Regions from separate parts of the Zea mays genome. Here region 2 is linked to region 1. The links are chromatin contacts, called in public Hi-C maps. All regions are on one chromosome and are shown on one strand. Each heading gives the region's core, a stretch centred on a gene start, on an enhancer-like site or on the middle of the called end of the contact. The rest is flanking DNA. Distances are from core to core; before and after follow the strand shown.

Region 1 (5,894 bases), core at 1,363-3,862:
ACCACACGGGCGGTCACTGACACGTAGGTCCGCCCTGTCAGCCTCTGCACGCCCTTCTCTCTGCCTGTGTCGCTGCCGCGCGGGCCCGCCCACCAACCTCACTATTGCGCTCATCTTCTTCACGGATCTGTTTCAACAGACACCGTGTTCACCGCTGTCGCCATGAAATCCGGTGCCCCCACAACGACCTCCGTTTATCCTGGTCGTGATGAGGTTTTCCCTAGTGTATAAAACCTGAAGGCCTCGTTCCCCTTGTCTATCTGCTCCCGCAAACCACACCGAGGCGCCACGAGAGGGGAGGGAAGCAGGAAGCCGCCACCGTCACTACTCGCACGCGCCTTCAACCAAGCCTCGGCTGGCACCGCAAGGGGTTCCCCGGTGCACACTGATCGTGTCGTGGGTCGGCCGTGGGAAGGCAGGAGCTTGGCGCGTGGGGATTGCTCGTCGTTGCTGCTGCGCCTCCAGCGAACCGCGGGTCGGCGTGGGCAGTGTTCCGCGCATCCCAATCACTGGTGAGAAACGCCTTATTCAATTCGCCTTGCTCCATAGTTCGTGTAGCACTGTCCGGATTAGAAATTGGTGCTCGGGCCACAGGTTTGGGCGAGGCCGGCAATGGCGCCGCCGTGGTTGGCGCGCGCCACCGTGGCTGGGCGCTGGGGAAGATGGGTTGAAGGGGGGAAAGTTTATGGTCGTTGATCCGGTGATGAAGGGCTAAGAATAGATGGTGGGATACCCCCCTTTCGGTGATTTGATCTAAACCGTCGGCGCGAATCGAATGGCCCATATTGGATCACATCGCATTAAATACTGACCATAGATCCGAGACCTGGCGATCAGTAATGCGTACCGGTTCAGAAAGGACTTGATATAATCTCGTGCGTCCAACCCGGATCCAACGGCTCACATGAGCCTATACCCCTTCGGCCGCGTGAAAAATGCAAAAAGGACCCTGTGCTTTTCACAAACTAACCCTAAATCCATTTTTCAGTGTAAAGAAAATAAAAATAAATGAAGACTTTGCGTATTAGCCCCTGGAGTTTATTTTTAAGCACAAAATTAATACAAAAATGAACAAAACCTAGGAAAATCCATATCTTGCTCATTTTAACTCCGATTTGGTCCGTTCAAGTTGCGTTAGTTTCGTAATAAAGTTGCCTACACAGTAGCAAACTAGCAATATTATTTGATCATGTGCCATAACTTTTATAAATAGATATTATTTAACCTACGTTTTGGTAGATTAATCTTTCTTAATCTATCCATAATTATAACCAAACTAGGATATGGTCCCTGCTCAAGTTGTAACTTAGAGTAAAATTGAATTAGTTATATCTTTAATATATTCTCTCAAATAATTTACATTAATCCACATAGAATCTAGTTTTTATTATTCAATCATGTATGTCTTCCGAAAACTATACCTCTTTAACCGTAACTCTGAATTTAGTAGTTCTCAAACCCACGTTCTTGTAGCATCGCGTAGAATGTTTTTACGTTGTTTGTTCTCATGTTTGGTGTACTGTTAATTTATTTGATATTATGTGTATGTTATTTAACACTCAGCGATGCTCTAGAGGAAGATTGAGAAGAAAAATCATGTAAGTTGTCAAACATATGGTCCCTAGAAGTGGTCTTGTCCAACAATATAAATCATCATCTAGAAAATGGAAGTTATCAATCAACCAAATATTCAATAATCACTATCGACCAAAACAATGGTATTCACTACTTAACAGTAACAATGGATAATTGTATCAACCCTAGCTCACTCCATCCAATTTGATAAATATAATAAAGATCTGCAAAGCCTTTTGTGACCCCATATCAATTTCAATCGCCAAACTTTTATCAGGATCAAAGCTTAATAAAGGGGGAAAAGATAACGCTTTTAGGTACCGTCGCTCACCCGTGAAGAACTGCGGGAACTTGACGGGCAATATAACGGCCTCCTGCAGTGCCTGCTTGGCGCTCTCGAGGCCGGCAACGTCGTTCCACTTAATGTTGGGCTTCTCGGTGATGATGGCGGAGTTGAGCCCCGCCCTCAGCTTGGACTGCTCGGAGTCATCCCCTCCGTTGCCTCCGTCCCCGTCCTTGCCCTTGGTCTTGGGGCGCGTGGCGACAGCTGCGTCGCCACCGTTGGCCCCAGGCCCTGCGCCGCCCTCATCGAGGACCGCCCGGATCTCCTCGGCGCGGCGGAGGTACTCGGTGAACTTGGCGGTGATGGCCTCCTTGATCTTGGGGTTCTTCTCGTACTTGAGGTGGGTTTTGAAGTACTCGAGCGCGTTCATGTAGAGAGGGAACGCCTTGACGTAGTTGCCGGCATTGTCCTCCTGGACCGCCTGCTTGACGTACTCGATCGCCTGCTCCTTGAAGTTGCTATACATCGGGGGAGGCCCGGAGGCGCCGCCTCTGCGGCGGGCACCCGCGGATCGGAGGGGGGATCGGCCGGATTAGGCACCTCGACGGCTGATTCGGGAGAGGAGCGAGGAGGCGGCGGGCGGTTGCTTTTTGTGCTGGGGTTTGACGCGGGGAGGAGAAGACGGGGTGCGCAGGAGGGAAAGGGGAACAGAGACGAGCCGAGGAGGGAGGAGGGGAAAGGAAAAGATGGGAAGGGAGAAGCGTGTTTTTGGCTGCGATTTTTATTTTTTATTGGGTTTGTTAGCATTACGAAGAAAATAGAAAGCTGTTGACGAATGACGATTTTGACTTAGGTCCTTCTGTTTTTTGGTTTTCTAAAAACACCTACAAAATAGTGCTCAAAAATAAAATATTGTATTATTTAAATTATTTAGGGCACTAAAAATAAATTAATCTCCAATAATTAATCCCTATATCATATAATTTAGTAAGTAAACAATATTATTAGAAAATAAAATATTAAAAATGATATAAAAACAAGGATATGACACTAATATAGGGTGTGATATATATGTAGATCACTTCATAGTGTGTTCTATATTTTTTATAAATATTTATAAAATATAAAATTATTGGAGCTATTTTTATAAGTTGAGATATATATTTTAAGATAGAGCATTTAAGGCGTGGTTGGAGATGCCCTACCCGTTTGGATATGATGTTGAACACTAAATAGAAGTATTAAATATAATTTAATTATAGAACTAATTACATAGATAAAGATTAAACAGTAAGACAAATCTATTAAACTTAATTAGTCCATGATTCATTCATGTGATGCTGCAGTAAGTATTTGTTAATTATAAATTAATTAGACTTAATAAATTTGTCTCATCATTTAGTCTTCAATTGTATATTAGTTTTGTAATTAGACTATACTGATGATTAACGTTCAACCATTTAATATGGCACTCACTACTAAACTTTAGGGTTATTTGGTTCTCCTGACTATAATTTAGTTTGTGTCATATCAAATGTTTAAATATTAGTTACGAATATTAAATATAGTCTAATTACAAAAATATCAAACATTTGTAAACTAATCAGTCAGACAAAATTGTTAAGCTTAATCAGTCTATAGTTAGCAAAAGTTTATTGTAGCATCACATGGACGGGTCGAACTAGGCTTAATATGCTTGTCTTATCGTTTATTCTGCATATTTATAATTTGTTTTGTAATTAGTTAATATTTAATGTTTCATATTTAGTGTTTCATCAACTCCAACAACGTCGTGTATGAAGCATGTATAACACTATTTTGTATTGTAGATGAATTGCTTGCAGAGAGGAGTTTAAAATAGTGAGTGAGATAAGGAGTGAAATAGAAAATTTGTTGGAGATAGTATAATATCCAAGTATTTGATGTGACACAGACCAAAAAATAGTTGATGGATCCAAATATTTACTTAGAGCTTATTTGAAAGCAAGGATAATGTAGGGGATTCGGAGGGCTAGAATTCTCCACTATTCAATTTTAAATAGTGAGTGATTTTAATCCTCTCAATCCTCTCTATTTCATCTGCTCCTAAACAATTTCCTTATTAAAATTTAGTTCGTATCACATCAAATATTCAAATAGCAATCATGATTATCATTGGAACCAAACACTCCTAACATGATCCCTAAACTTGTGAGCGAGTATATACATGTTTTCTGTTTTATTTCAACATATACAAGATGCGAGAAAGATTTTGCTGTCTAACTTGCTATATTTTACCTATTTTTTTTGTGTAAAGTGAAAATTTTCTTCGATTCAGATAAACCTTAGTCACAGAGTGAAAGAGCCACGAACCAAACATGGAGAAAAACGCCGAACTTTACAGTCAAGTAGCGCACTTTGGCTTGTGGGCAGCTGTGCCCCTATCACGGTATCCATACACTCCCGGCATCCCTTCCATCCGCGACCCGCCGCGTCCGTACACCGGACCATGCTCTCCACACCCGCCGCAGGCTGGCGCTTCCGCCGGGGAGGTCTGCCCTGGAGGCTTCATACGTGCTCCTGCCTGGCGTCGCCGCTGTCTTCCAGCGGCGGCGAGCCTGAGTACGTTCTGAATTTCACCAGACTTTTTTTCTGAATGTTTTTGCTGCTCTTTCTTCCTTTCTTTTAGTTATGGAAATGTATGTGCTGATGCAGAAAGGCGAGGCCTTTGCTCGCGGAGAGGTACCGGGACGGTGTCGTCAAGAGGTTTTTCACTTCTGAACCGTGAATTCTTGATTTCGGCTACGCCATCTGATTTCCCCATTCTACACCCGAACTCACAAAGAAACTGTCGAGTTTGCATTTGGAATGGGACAGGGTAAGTGGAGAACCATGCCAAATTTCTCATGTTTGATTTGGTCGATGTTGTGGTAGATATATTTCGGATGGCAGTTCTAAGCTGCAACTTCGTTTGGAGAAGCATGAATCTCCAGTGAACGGTGTGGAAGATGAGAATGCAGATTCTTTGATCCCACAGGCTATTTTGGACTTTGTGCTTCCAGCTGGGTTTCCAGGTGATTCATCGCATCCCTGCATACTCTGTACTCTCAACCATATACTTCACTGTTAATCTATTCTAGCCAAATCTTTAACAGCGAACCATCCTGCTTGAAAAGCTATAGGAAAGGTCATACTTTAGTAAACTGTTTTGGTTGGGAGCTATGTATACCATTTCTATCAAATGTAAGCAACCTATAATATCGAGTTAATGACAAATGCTGGTATTCTGGTACATCATGATTTTTCCTAAATTTCTTTCAGTCGCTATCAAAGTTTGCGCAGAGTTTTACCTGTACAATAATTTTAAAAGGTATCCATGTCACTGTTATTTTAGAAATACACCCAAGGACATGGGTAACGGACTGAAGTCACTTGTTATTTTGGTAGTTCGGGAAATATGAAAATTTGGGAATGCCTGTGTGTTTGAGCCTTTGAGGGCAGGTGTTTCTAATCTCCAGGACCTGCTCCTAAAGTTGATTGTCACAGAACCTTAGTTTCTGGTTGGCGGTTTGCCCCCCTTGGTCATGTTCTATAGTCATTGGCGTGGGTTTTGTATATAACCGGGTTTGTGGGGTCTCTTTCTTCGCACTCTTGTACTCTTTCTCTCTTAATGAAATGACATGAAGCTCGTCTGCGTAGTTCGAGGAAAAAACGTACCACCTAACAAATCAACGATTTATTGTTAATTTTTTTAGGGTCTGTTTCAGCGGACTACCTGGACTACATGTTGTTGCAGTTCCCAACAAATGTGACAGGTTGGATCTGTCATGTATTGGTTACATCAAGTCTTTTGAAGGTATTTTCTTAATCTGTTAGTCTGCGAAAGGGCCTCTAGCTGAGTTGGTTAGGTGGTCTAAGTAGCACTCCTCAGGTCCTGGGTTCGACTCCCCGTGAGAGCGAATTTCAAGCTGTGGTTAAAAAAATCCCCTCGTCTGTCCCACGCCAAAGCACAGGTCTAGCTCAGTCCCGGTCGTGGTCGTTCTCACATGGGCTTCAA
Region 2 (5,894 bases), core at 1,922-4,421, 220 kb before region 1:
AGTTTGCTCTAGTGTATAAGTTATACAGGTGCCAAAGGTTCACACTTAGCCAATAAAAAGACCAAGAATTGGGTTCAACAAAGAGAGCAAGGGATAACCGAAGTGTGCCCTGGTCTGGCGCACCAGACTGTCCGGTGTGCCACCGGACAGTGTCCGGTGCACCACCAGACAGTGTCCGGTGCACTAGGGGACTTCACGCTGAACTCTTCACCTTCGGGAAAATCCAGAGGCGCTCCGCTATAATTCACCGGACTGTCCGGTGCACACCAGACAGTGTCCGTTGCCCCAAGGAAGAGCGGCTCTGGAACTCGCCAGCCTCGGGAATTCGCTCCGCTATAATTCACCGGACGTGTTCGGTGTACACCGGACTGTCCGGTGAGCCAGCGGAGCAACAGCTACTTCGCGCCAACGGTCACCTGCAGGCGCATTTAATGCGCGCCAGAAGCACGCAGAAGTCAGGCACGCGCGCGCTGGCACACTAGACACTCTACAGTACATGTCCGGTGTGCCACCGGACATCCAGGCGGGCCCAGAAGACAGAGCTCCAACGGTCGGAACCCAACGACCTTGGTGACGTGGCTGGCGCACCGGACATGTCCGGTGTGCACCGGACTGTCCGGTGCACCATGCGACAGACAGCCCCACCAAACGGCTAGTTTGGTGGTTGGGGCTATAAATACCCCCAACCACCCCTCATTCAAGACATCCAAGTTTTCACACTTCCAACCACTTACAAGAGCTAGACATTCAATACAAGACACACCCAAGTGATCAAATCCTCTCCCAAATTCCACAAAAGCATTAGTGACTAGGGAGAGTGATTTGTTGTGTTTCTTTGAGCTCTTGCGCTTGGATCGCTTGTTTTCTTTCTCATTCTTTCTTGTGAACAAACACTCAATTGCAACCAAGGCAAGAGACACCAATTGTGTGGTGGTCCTTGCGGGGAAGTTTTATTCCCGGTTGATTTGAGAAGAGAAAGCTCACTCGGTCCGAGGGACCGTTTGAGAGAGGGAAAGGGTTGAAAGAGACCCGGTCTTTGTGACCACCTCAACGGGGAGTAGGTTTGCGAGAACCGAACCTCGGTAAAACAAATCCGCGTGTCACTCTTTATTTGTTTGCGATTTGTTTTGCGCCCTCTCTCGCGCACTCATTATATTTCTAACGCTAACCCGGCTTGTAGTTTGTGTTTAAGTTTATAAATTTCAGTTTCACCCTATTCACCCCCCCTCTAGGCGACTTTCAGACTCCCTTGTGAGTGACCTGACGAGCGTTAGCCTCACGCCCAAAGCATCGACATCAACATGCGTCACCCCCATCGCCGACTCCACTGGCTCCCCCTGTAGCACGATGGGCGCAGGCCCCGCCGGCTCCCCCACATGGGTCGAGTGATGCCATCTTCGCCGGCTCCTCCACCTGTGGATCAGGAGGCATCGGCTTCGCCCACTCCTCCTATGGAGCAGGAGGTGTTGGCTCCAACACTTGCCATGGGAGAACCTTCTATATTCAACCCCCATCCACTTTCAAGCGAGCTTCGACACAAGAACCTACACTAGCATGTATGCTAATCTCCCCTTCCCCTTGGGGTGCCTAGACTCTAAGGAGGAAGACGATTCGGGTCGTGACCTAGACTTTACCGGGCTCCGTGATCCTGAGGCCATGCAACACTTCCTATTTGCATGCGACGACCTCCTCTTCGACGGCTCCAATGACTACAACTCCGCCGATGAGGGTTACGACCCGACTCGGGAGTGCTTTCGTGCAGGGCACGAGGAGCATGACAAAGGGAACTATCTCGGCATGCCAAGGAGGCCAACGCCCCCGCACGTCGCGGAGCCAAGGGAGCAGGGTGTGGCTCAGACCTTTGACGGGAGTCACATAGCCCACCTCGAGCAGCTCCACAAGCTACACGCCAAGCTCGGGGAAGAGCAACAACGACTGCAGTAGCTTCGACAAGTTCTCGAGCGGGAAGCAGCAGGTGGAGCCCTTGACGAGGGAGCACGCGCCAAGGCACGCGATGTCCACCATCACATCATGGAAGAAGCTGAGGTTGAAGCCCCTTCGGCATTTTCACAGGGCCTGCCAGAACCTTGCTACGACATCAATCCTGGTCCGAACAATGCCGGAACCATCCACCACCGAGGGACGTCGAATCCATGGTTAATTCAGGGGTCTCTTAGAGTGCGCTGCAGTCTAGCAGGTCGAGAGCTCTGCCTCGGAACAACGAACGGGGCCTTCTCGCCAAGAGAGAGAGGCCTCGGCCCGAGCCCGCGAAGGAAAAAGGTCCCGAAGTCCCGGTTCGCCTCCTCGACAACCGCGTAGAACCGTCGTGTTCACGGCCGCCTCGGTGGGCAGCTACACCACGACGATCGACGACATGCCAATAAAATTTTGATTGGGTTGATATACACTTATACTTAGTAACTGCTAATAAAATTTTGACCAACTTCTTTTAAAGCAGTGCTCATCATATGATGTATTTATTTACTTATTTTGTACATAACCTCTATTATATAATAAAGATGTGATATTGATTTCTGTCACATGAGTCATCATATGTGTGAGACTTGATTTTAACACATATTTGAGACGCACCCATATTTACCCTTAAATTCGAGATATGATAAACTTGTTGCATCATACAGTGATGTTGCAGGCACTTACGAGGTTGCTAACGAGAGGTAGGCAGCAAGAGAGACAAATCTTGATGCGATCCTTCACTAGCACATGTAACTCCATTAAATTAAATTGGTTCACCAAAACTAGATTAAAAATTGAACTACTATCTAAATATTAGGAAATATAGAAGACCAAGCTATTTTTTACTCCTAATAGCTATTTAGCAACTTGTTGAGCATGAGTTTATGAAGTTTTTTTAGAAAAACTATTAGAGTTACTCTAACTAACTATTGACAAATAATGAATTAGGTCTGGTTTCCTAATCCATAACCAGAACCTTTCTACTATCTCATTCCATTTTTCATTTCTCTATCTCAGTGACTATCCAAACGTCACCTAAATCGATATAGCCCATATCCCATAGCAAACAAAAAAAAGCCCAACTCAACCACCCATTCCATCCAACAGATCGACGCCGTCCGACGCGAATCGAACGTCCCCACAGCGATTACACAAAACCCTAGCAGCACACCAGCTATATAATCCTTCTGCCGACTACCACCAGCCGCCTCCACTCGCTCCCCCACACAGAAAACCCTAGCCGCCGCCACCGAAGCGGCCTCCCAGGTAAGCAAGAGCGTCCACCCCGCCGCCGCCATGAAGCGCAATCCCCGCGTCACGAGCTCTCGCCGGAAGTGCCGCAAGGCGCACTTCACGGCCCCGTCCTCCGTCCGCCGCGTTCTCATGTCCGCCGGGCTGTCGACGGAGCTCCGCCACAAGTACAACGTGCGCTCCATCCCGATCCGCAAGGACGACGAGGTGCAGGTCGTGCGCGGCACCTACAAGGGCCGTGAGGGGAAGGTGGTGCAGGTGTACCGCCGCCGCTGGGTCATCCACGTCGAGCGGATCACCCGCGAGAAGGTGAACGGCTCCACCGTGAACGTGGGCATCCACCCCTCCAAAGTGATCGTCACCAAGCTGAAGCTCGACAAGGACCGTAAGGCTCTCCTCGACCGCAAGGCCCGGGGCCGCGCCGCCGACAAGGCTAAGGGCAAGTTTACTGCCGACGACGTCGCTGCAGCCGCCGCTGGTGGCGCCGCCACCGGCGCCTCTCTCCAGGAGATCGACTAGACTCTTCACGGTCATCTGATGGTTGTCGTACCGCCTTTTCCTCATCTCTTTTGTTTTTGCTACCAATGATTATGTGATAGAGGTTTTATGTTATTTGAAAACTGCTCTGTGCCTGGATGAGAGTTTTTGGAACATAATGTGAACCTGTGTGTCTGTGACCTGAGCTTTGAAGATCTCATTATGTGGTTAATGTCTCCTTGTAGTATCTTCTAAATGGTTGCTGTGATTTGTCTTCACTCTATTACCTGTCTGATGCATGTAGCGTTTTTTTGCTAATTTTATATTACAGTCTGTTAAATTAGCTAGAATTATTGTTTGTAGGATGTATTTCGAATTATCTAACTGTGGGGAAACAATTTATATTAATTGCCGATCTAGTTATTCTGAACGTTTTAAATTTGACACATTTCAGATATTTTTCATCAGCAGCCAGTATGCATGCATGTATTGTTCGTTTGCCTTGGTTGGAGGGGGGGGGGGGGGGGGCGTCGTTTAATCTTGATCCTAAAAAACCTTCATGACTTCATCAGCCATATTGGGATCAGGCGAACTAAGGCCTTTGGCACGTTCTATGGTTGTGTATGTTAAGTTTTTGTATGTTCTGTTCTTGTTTTCCTTGTTATCGAGTTACAGTTTGCTAGTACATCAAACATGCTTATGCAGGTAACTTGTTGGCGTCGAATTATGTTTCCAATGGCTAATGTTAGCCTAAACCCTTGTTTAGCCCCTGTTATGCTTGCCTGTTACTGAGGACTAGCAATTTTAAATAACTATGTTAATACTTTTATTCATTATCGTGAGAGCCTAACGACTGTTTGAAATATATCATGTTTTTGCTTTGAAACAAATTGCTCAGTTTGAATGAGTGAAAATTTGTTGAACTGAGCCGTCCTGAATGCTTGCTGATTCTTTAGCGAAACATTTGATCTTTTCTTTGGCGTGGAAAACACTATGTTCCTGAATTCGACTGTTGCAGTGATTGCCTATCTTCCCTGAAAAATGTGTGGAGATAAGTTAGCGTTTGGTTCTAGAGCCTACTTGAATGAAGTGGCACTCTTCTAGGTTCTGATAGAAATGCTCTTGTCCTCGGTACCGCTGTTCTAGTTTTGTTTGGTTCTTGAGTGAGTGGCTTGTGTTTGGGTGTAGAGTGAAGCATGATGAATGGAAATAGATAATGGGAGCGTAGGAACACGAATGAATGGTTGTAGAGAGAAGCAAAGATTGTTGGTTCAAAGGAACAAGCATTTTGACTTGTGTTGCGGAGGCACCCACGCCCTCTTAGACTGCAGTTTCGTTCCTTCCACGGTTGCCATAAAACGAGCAGTTCCAGCGAGCCCATCCTTCTCCCCAAGTTGCCATCCATGGGACGAGAATCTGCGCGCCTTGCTGAAACGCGTCATCGACGGTAGGCACTAGCCAGTCGAGGATGCGGCACCAGACCTCGCGATTGAACACCCAACTGTGACCTCACGATTGAACACCCAACTGTCACTGCCCTGCAATGTGTTGTTTAGTGAGCGGAAGCTATAAAACTAGAGGGACTAAAATTTGCTTCTTATTCAATTTTAAATAAGAAAAAGATTCTAATCATTTCAATTTACTCTGTTTTTTTTCAAACTAGCCCTAAAGGAGAATGCTACGTCCTAACTTTTGTCCTCTTAATGAGGAAAGACACAAAGTGTTGTCTAATTCTTATTGAGTAAGTATATGGATGTTTGAATGCACAAGAGCTAATACTTAGTTAGCTTAAAATTTGCTAGTGAGATTAGCTAGCTAACTATTAAATAATTTACTAAAAGTAACTAATAGTTGAACTATTAGCTAGTGTCAACTATTAGCTAGTGTGTTTGAATGTCTCTGGCTAATTTTAACAGCTAACTATTAGCTCTATTGTATTCAGATACCCACTATTTAGAACTTCTGAATATTAGGCATAGGACGAGTCTGTTTAGAACTTCTGAATATTAGGCATAGGACGAGTAATTTATTGATGCAATCACAAATGCATGTTTTAGTTTTTTAGTAACATGTATTTCACTGTAGACTTGGATAAACATTATGTTTAGATGAATAATGGAATTGGAAAAGACTAACATCTTATAGTTTAGAATAGAGTGAAGACCTTTTAGTATCATGAATGAAATAAG

Evidence for each region. Hi-C and Micro-C count contacts between places; a contact is called where the count stands out from the background.
Region 2: a contact with region 1 is called in a Hi-C map of leaf, with 4 times the contacts expected there. The contact joins the promoter of LOC542610 here to the promoter of LOC100283774 in region 1. A contact is called at or near these places in 5 of 25 Hi-C or Micro-C datasets (bundle sheath, ear, leaf and 1 more) and 1 of 3 datasets of contacts at active chromatin or transcription factors (seedling).

Annotation. Positions count from the first base shown.
Region 1 is chr3:19,480,063-19,485,956 of Zm-B73-REFERENCE-NAM-5.0, reverse strand. It overlaps LOC100283774 (vacuolar sorting protein 4b), which reads right to left and starts at 2,612. Exons shown (of 8, transcript NM_001412581.1): 1 at 1,907-2,612. The coding sequence starts at 2,384. It overlaps LOC100383285, which reads left to right and starts at 4,298. Exons shown (of 15, transcript NM_001175945.1): 1 at 4,298-4,459; 2 at 4,553-4,603; 3 at 4,772-4,911; 4 at 5,593-5,693. The coding sequence starts at 4,347.
Region 2 is chr3:19,702,105-19,707,998 of Zm-B73-REFERENCE-NAM-5.0, reverse strand. LOC542610 (60S ribosomal protein L26-1) reads left to right here and starts at 3,171. Exons shown (of 1, transcript NM_001305880.1): 1 at 3,171-3,983. The coding sequence starts at 3,274. The coding sequence ends at 3,747.